Linked DNA regions of Oryctolagus cuniculus: region 1 is linked to region 2. The links are chromatin contacts, called in public Hi-C maps. All regions are on one chromosome and are shown on one strand. The core of a region is the stretch at or near the end of the contact, and the rest is flanking DNA. Distances in the headings are between cores, read along the strand shown. Region 1 holds the start of ALDH1A3 (aldehyde dehydrogenase 1 family member A3). Region 2 holds the start of ASB7 (ankyrin repeat and SOCS box containing 7).

Region 1 (3,463 bases), core at 281-2,780, 210 kb after region 2:
AAATGCCCAGGGTTTTGTTTGTGTGTTTAAGTCCTGGCTGAGGTGACATGAGTTCACACATCCTGGATCCCAGATCAGCTCCTGGACTGGGAGCTTAACTTAGAAACCTCTCCAATGGCAGCACTCAGATGCTAGGTGTTCCCACTGGCTTCGGGAGCCTGAGCCCAGCGCAGAGAGGCCTGGCCCATAAACCCACAGGAGGGACCCAGGCACCTGACACTGGGGCTCAGCAGCCAGCCTTGGGCCACGGTGTGTGACCCATGGGCCCAGGTGTTCTCAGGAGTGGGAGCCAGGGGCCAGCTAGGGGAGACAGAGGACACAGAGATTGACAGGAGCAGCGGAGGAAAGGGGTGGCTTCTCTCTGGGCTCCGCAGCATCAGTGCGCCTTGGACCAAGGCCGGGCTCCCTGGTGCTGGGCGACTCTGAACCATCCTGGAGGCCCCAGCCTTACCTGGGCCGTCTCATCCCCCCCAGCACGAGAGCTTTCCACCATCCAGGGGGAAAGGGGCTACTGGCTTGCCCTACTGTCCAGGAGAGGGGACAGGGATGGACCCCCAGACCCTCAAAACACACAGCGCAGCCTGGACGAAATAAGGAGACCCTCCCAGCACGTCCTATGGCTTGGCTGGGCCTCCCCTTCTTTCCCTGGGAGCGCACCACCCCCGGCTCCGGGACCCAGGAATGGCGCGCGTGCGCACCAGGCTCCCTGTCTCTGTTGGGCCTGAAGTTCCTGTGGTCAATGGAGTGCTCCCCAAAGGCAAAATGAGAACTGGGGCTCCCTGGGAGCTGCGAGCAGCCTTGGGACAGGAGGGTCAGTTCTTTGAACCACCAGCTGCAAAGATGGGTGTGCTTTTTAAAGACATCATTTTAACCGAGGTATATAACGTGTGCATTCAACAATTCACAGTCATTGCACCGCGCCGCCGCCGGGGCTGAGGCTGTGCGTTGGTGGGGGTGGGAGGCCCCGCGGCGCCAGGGCTCCACAGCCAGGCGCAGGCAGGGCCTCCCGCCCCTCCGCCCAGGAAGTCCCAGGGCCGCGGGGGATTTCCAGGCAGCGCGAGGCCCGGGTGGGCTCGCCGGTGGTCCTCGATCGGGCCGGGTGGGACGCGGCAGTCCTCCGTCTCGCGAGCCCAGGCCAGGCTGCCGCACTCCAGGCCGAGGCCGGAGGGCCAGCCGCCCCGAGCCCCGGAGAGGCACCGGGCCCCAGGGCGGGCGCATTCCCGGAGCGCAGCAGGGCGCACCGGCCGAAGTTGAGCGAGAAGGGCGAGAAGGGCGAGCGGCGGCAGGCAGGAGGCAGCAGGTGCCGCGGGCAAACCCGCCGGGCTGCGGGGGCAGAGCGGGCGCTGAGGCCCCCGGGCCCAGGGTCCAAGCCCGCGCGGACTTCCGGGGCTCAGCGGCGGCGGCGCCCCGAGGAACTCGCCCGAGGGCCAACTCCGAGGCTAGGGAGCGCACGGCGCGGCGGGCGGGGTGGCGGGAGGCGGGCCGGCCCCCTCCCCTGCCTCGGCGCCCGCCCTCCCTTCCTGCCGTCCTGCAGCCAATTAGACGGCCCCCTCCGGCGGGAGGCGTGGGGCGCTGCATAAAGCGGCACGGAGCTGTCACCCCGGAGCAGGCTGCGCACCGCCCAGGCCGAGCCGGCGCGCCGGGGACTGCGGAGGAGCCATGGCCACCACCAACGGGGCCGTGGAAAACGGGCAGCCCGACAAGAAGGCTCCTGTTCTGCCGCGCCCCGTCCGCAACCTGGAGGTCAAGTTCACCAAGGTGAGGCGGGCGCTCCTCCGGCCCGACGGCTGCCCGGCTCCGCGCGGGGCAGCGGGGCGGGGGGGCCGGGGGCCGAGGAGCCAGCAAGCGCAGGAGTCCACCGGGAGCTCCAGAGCCCGCATTGGTGGCGGGGCATCCCGGGCGGGACCCCGTGCGCCAAGCGGGCTCGCGGGCGCCGGGGCTCGGTGCCCTAAGCCTGGAAGCGGGGCGAGGCAGGCCGCCTGCTCGGCTGGCGCGCCGTGCCAGGGTTCAGCGCGGCGCAGCCCCGACGGGCCCCTGGCGGCTCGGTGGGCAGATGGAAGCGCGCGCCGCCGTGGCCCCCGGGCGCGAGGGTCCCCCGCGGACCTCCGGGGAGCGTTTCCGGGGCTGAAGGAGGCAGGCTTTGGGAGGCCCCGGGGGTGCCAGGGGACGCCAAGAATGAGATTGAGGGCCCGGGCTGCCAGTGGGAAACCCGGCGAGCAGGTGGTCCCGGGACACCCGCGCTTAGCCGGCTGGCCGGCAGGGCTGGAGGAGAAGGGAGGCGCTCGCCGACCAAACGCCCGCGTTGTTACCGACCAGAAGCTTGGATCCCGGCCTGGGGAAGCCGCGGGTGGCAAGCCCAGGGCCCCCGGCTCCGCTGCGCTGCGGCTGGAGGCGGCCGCGCGGCTTTGCGCTCGGGGCTGTGAAGGTGTGGAGCGGTGAGATCACCTGCCCCGGGAAGCAGGAAGGCGGGGAGACCCGCGGCCTGAGCGCCGCTCCCGGGAGGACTCCCCGGGCTGCTCGGGCGCGGGGCGCTGCGGGGGCAGGGGACCCGGTGCCTCAGAGCCCCAGGACTGGAGGTGTCTGCCCTCAGCTTTGGCCCCGCTGGTTTTTGCGCCTTATCCGTAGTCCCCAGCTCCACCAGTCCTTGGAAAATCCACGGGTCAGTTTTGCTTTCAAAAGCCCCCATGATCGCTCTCAAAGAGTTTTTAATGCTGCGGAGGAAGTGGCCGGCCACTCTGTGTGGCCTTCGGATTTTAGTCTCTTGCACTTAGTCCGCGAAGTCAGTGGGTCCCACGTTTAAATCGCATGCTGTTTGGATTAGCTGCTTGCGGAAGGCTGTCCGATCCCGGCGAGGCAGCGCTGGGAGCTACTTTTCTCGTCGTTTGGTTCGCAGTGTCCGCCCGTGCAGCTTCTGGGAACAGAACCTTCAGTTTGTCAGGATTTAGCTCCGTTCGTGCTTGGCTGCTGCTGGCCGTGGTGTTGTTTTGTTTTGTTTTTACAGAGTTCCGTGAAACTATTAGAAACCAGAAAGTAAATATGTTGTCCTTTTATGCTTGCATCCCACAAGAGCCGTGGGCCACTTAGAAGTTTTAGAAGTTTGTTTCTTTCTCGATGATTCTTGGGGTCTGTTCCAAGGGAGGATGGTGGAAGGTTCTGGGAGCTCCAGCCGCCATTGTCTCTGCCAGTGGCACATTTGGGTTGTGTGATGGAGGCAGAGGAAAGGTAGTGGCGTGGACTGAGCTGGAGAGCTGAGACCCTCAGGAGGCTCCAGCTGCCCGGCACCAGGCTGCACCTTCTCACCCATGTGGGTGATGCCGCAGCCTGCTGTGTCCCTGCCCTGGCCCACCTCTGCAGCCTGTGCGGCCGAGGCTGTGGCCGGGGGCTGAGAGCCCCGGGGCAGGAGAGGCCGTGCCAGTGTTGGCCAGAGAGAGATGCGAAGTGGGGAACGGAGGCCCAGGGCGGC
Region 2 (3,452 bases), core at 260-2,759:
CCCCAATTGGCCACAATGGCCAGAGCTGCGTCAATCCAAAACCAGGAGCCAGGAGCCTCCTCCCGGTCTCCCACACAGGTGCAGGGACCCAAGGACTTGGGCCATCTTCCACTGCTTTCCCAGGCCACAGCAGAGAGCTGGTTTGGAAGTGGAGCAGCCGGGACTTGAACTGGCGCCCCCGTGGGATGCTGGCACCGCAGGCGAGGGCTTCACCTGCTAGGGCGCAGCGCTGGCCCCATAAGCTCTCGGGGGCACTTTAAGGGTGCCCAGGATGTGCTCCGCTTCCTCCCACCCGCCCGCACCCTTCCAGACAGACACCAGCAGCCCCGGAAAGCCTCCCGCATGTCGACTTCGGGGTCAGCCAGCGCGGCCGCACGCCCGGTCTGCCCCGGTCAGGGCGTCCACCTCCCCGCACGGCCGCCTGACCTCGATCAGGAGTTTCCCAGCACAGGACGGAGCCCAGGGCCCAGCTAAGCCATCCACGGGTAGCTCGTGTGCACGGCGCTGGGTATGACCGCGGGGGACAAACGCCACCCTTGGACCCCACCTGCCACAAAATGTCCGTGCATGTTTCTTCTATACACGGAGGAGGAAGGCTTTCTTTGAGGACACTGGACACGGTCAACTGTGATTGAACCCCAGCCCAGCCCATCCCTCGCACACTGCAGAGCAGCCAGGGACCTCCCCGCAGCCCCGCAGCCCCGCACCGCTCCCGTCCACGACGCCGGCCGTGCTTCTCGCAGCGTCTGTCAGGAGCAAAGCTCCCTCCGGAGGCCCTGCCGCGGAGCCCGCTCCAAGGTCACTTTCCAGCCGGCCACGACCCCCGACGTCCCGGCGCCCGGTCCCGGGCCATTGCGCGTTCGCCGCCTGCCCCGTCACGGTGAAGGCACAAACGTCGGGCCGGCGCCCGGGAACAGCCGCCGGGTCAGCACACCGCCGCGGACCCAGGAGACGCCTTCCCAGCCCGAGTCCGCGGCTCGCTCTCTCTGCCTTCCCCTCACACACGATTCCGAAAGGTCGCTACCCTTGCCGGAAAGCGCCCGGGCCGGCATCACCGGTCCTCCCTCCCACCCCCAGCCCGGTGGCTAACGGGGTCTCGGGGAACCACAGAGCGACCAGCGCCAGGCACCTGCGTCTCCCAAGCGCTGGGGAGCGACGGGTCAAGGCTCGCAACTGCCGCCTCCACAGCCTTTACGCCCCTCAGCCTGCCGCACGCACGCCGCCCCCGCCGCCGAGCCCAGCGAGAGCACCCGGTTACCTGCCCGGAACCCTGCTCACGGAACTCCGCACTCGCAACGCCATTCCATTGAGCCCTACCCTCTCCGGGCCACCGTAGTTCACGGAAAGTACACGATGGCCCCTCCCCCCGCATGCGCAGAGGCCGCGTTCAGCGTACCGCGTCTCTTAGCAACCGCTTCGAGTCCCCCCCGCCAGGGGCGGAGCCTCGGAAGCCACGGCGGGGAAGCCGCGGTGGGGGGGGGGGGAAGCAAGTGAGACCAATCAGAAACGAGTCCCAGCCCAGATCGGCACGCCTCCTCCAACTGTCGCGAATGCGCAGGCAGCTTTACGGCATCCAGGGGGTGGGGGCTGCCGGGGTAAGGAGGAGAGAAGGAAGCAACCAACCAACCAAGTCGCCCCCACCCCCCACCCCCACCCACCCCGGACCTGGTTTACGGCTCCGGGCTCAGGCTCCAGGGCGGCCGCTGATTGGTCGCTGAAGGCTTGGTCCCATCCCAGTGACCCCAAAGTGCTGGAGGGAGGGGGCGGGGGTGGCCCAGTGCAAAGTGCATCCCGAAAGCCCCCAGTCCGGAGACCCCGCTGCTGGCACTTGGGCCCCTGTATGACCCGGGACCTCGCTGTCCCGCGACCTCCTGGGTCCCTCCGCAGCTGGAAGCCTCCGGCCCGGAGTGCGGCAAGCCCCTGCTCCGAGCCCCTGGCCCGGGACTGCCCCCCCACCCGAGCCGGGACTTCCTCCCTGCACCCCTGCCCCGAGGCTGCCCGGCCGCCGGGACCGCCGCCCCGCGCCTGCTCGGCGGTGCGGATGCTCGGCGGCTCGGGGCCGTGAGGGGAGCCCCCGCGTCCGGCCCTGCCTGGGGTGTTTCTTCAATGGAGAAGTTGGCGAGTGTGGAGGAGACGCAAAGGAGGGAGAGGGGCCGCAGCTGAGGGGACAGGTAAAGTCAGTTACCTCCGCCGGGGGGCCGGGGCCGGCCGGGAGGGTGGGCGGGGGCGAGCCCCCTCCTCGCCGCTGCTGTTTTCCAGGTGGGAGCCGGCGGCGGCGGGGAGCCGGGCACCAGCATCTGCGGCCAGGTAAGGAGCCGGGCCTCCCCTCCCCCATTGTTCATCCCTGCCTCCCCCCCCCCCGCGCGGGGCTGCATTTGGGGGGCAGTTGCCTGGGAGTGCACCCTCTCCCGGCCCCGCTGCCCACGCGTGACCCCGGCGCCCCGATAACTCCTGCACGCCGGAGCCGGCTCTCACCCCTGCGAGGGCCCGGCCCCGTGTGTTTCCGCGTTTTGCATGAGCTCTGCCCTGTGGCTTTGAGAGGTTTCGGGTAGCGACCCCCGCTTCCTTGCTCTCGGAGGAATTCCTCAATTCCGTGTTAATTGCTCGTTAATTCTGAAGGACCCTGCGTGTTAATTAACCCGCAGTTTACTGCTCTCCCCGACCCCTTCCCGTGTCCCCTTGCCTCTTCCTCCACCAGGAAATCTTTGGGGTTTGCTAGGGGACGGCCTTTGGTAGGGGAAGGGAAATTAATGGCTTGTTTTAGGAAATAATTTTGATTTTTTTTCCTACTAAGAAGTGGATCTGTGCACCTTCCTCGTGCAGGCAGCAGTAGTGGGAGCACTTGGGGACCGTGAACTCGGCTTCTGGGTGACCGATACAGGTGGACTAGGAAGGGACTGGAGTTTGTTACACCGAAGATCTTCTAGAACTGATAGAATTTTGCACAATGTGTTATTAAGTCATTTGACACTCAAAAAATTAAAAAAAAAAAAAAACACCAAACCAGAGAGATCGTTTGATGTGTTGAAGTATGTGGGGCTTCCAGTGGCAACACTTCGTAAACGAGATTCTCGCTTCACAGCTCTTACAGACTTTGCGTGTCTAGTTCACGTGCCGCTGCGTGGTGTGCCGCTGCCTCGCAGATCCGCCCAAGGTAAGTGAGCGTTAGTGTCGTCCCCGCGAGGCGGACTCGGAAGTCAGGTCTCACGGCAGCCGCGACTTTGTCACCTCCCGTAGCAAGAGTGAAAGGCAGCCTGTTCGCCTCCGAGTTGTTCTGATGTTGCTGACCACTTAGGGAATTTCTGGCGCAAAGACGTTCTTGGGAGAGATTCAGATTGGTGACTTCCTCTGGGTCACTAGACCTTCTGCTCCCACGACGTCTCTGCTGATTCTCTACATGTGGCTGAAGACACTGTAGCGGGGTCTGGAGACCTGGACGCCGTGGGAGACTT

Evidence for each region. A called contact is a pair of places that touch in the nucleus more often than the background predicts.
Region 1: a contact with region 2 is called in a Hi-C map of embryonic fibroblasts, with 7 times the contacts expected there. The contact joins the promoter of ALDH1A3 here to the promoter of ASB7 in region 2. A contact is called at or near these places in 2 of 6 Hi-C or Micro-C datasets (embryonic fibroblasts and skin fibroblasts).

What each region holds. Positions count from the first base shown.
Region 1 is chr12:10,147,702-10,151,164 of mOryCun1.1, forward strand. ALDH1A3 (aldehyde dehydrogenase 1 family member A3) reads left to right here and starts at 1,531. Exons shown (of 13, transcript XM_051822933.2): 1 at 1,531-1,758. The coding sequence starts at 1,660.
Region 2 is chr12:9,938,829-9,942,280 of mOryCun1.1, forward strand. It overlaps ASB7 (ankyrin repeat and SOCS box containing 7), which reads left to right and starts at 1,510. Exons shown (of 7, transcript XM_008248763.4): 1 at 1,510-2,171; 2 at 2,260-2,307; 3 at 3,083-3,154. LINS1 (lines homolog 1) reads right to left here and starts at 1,366. Exons shown (of 9, transcript XM_051822935.2): 1 at 1,259-1,366.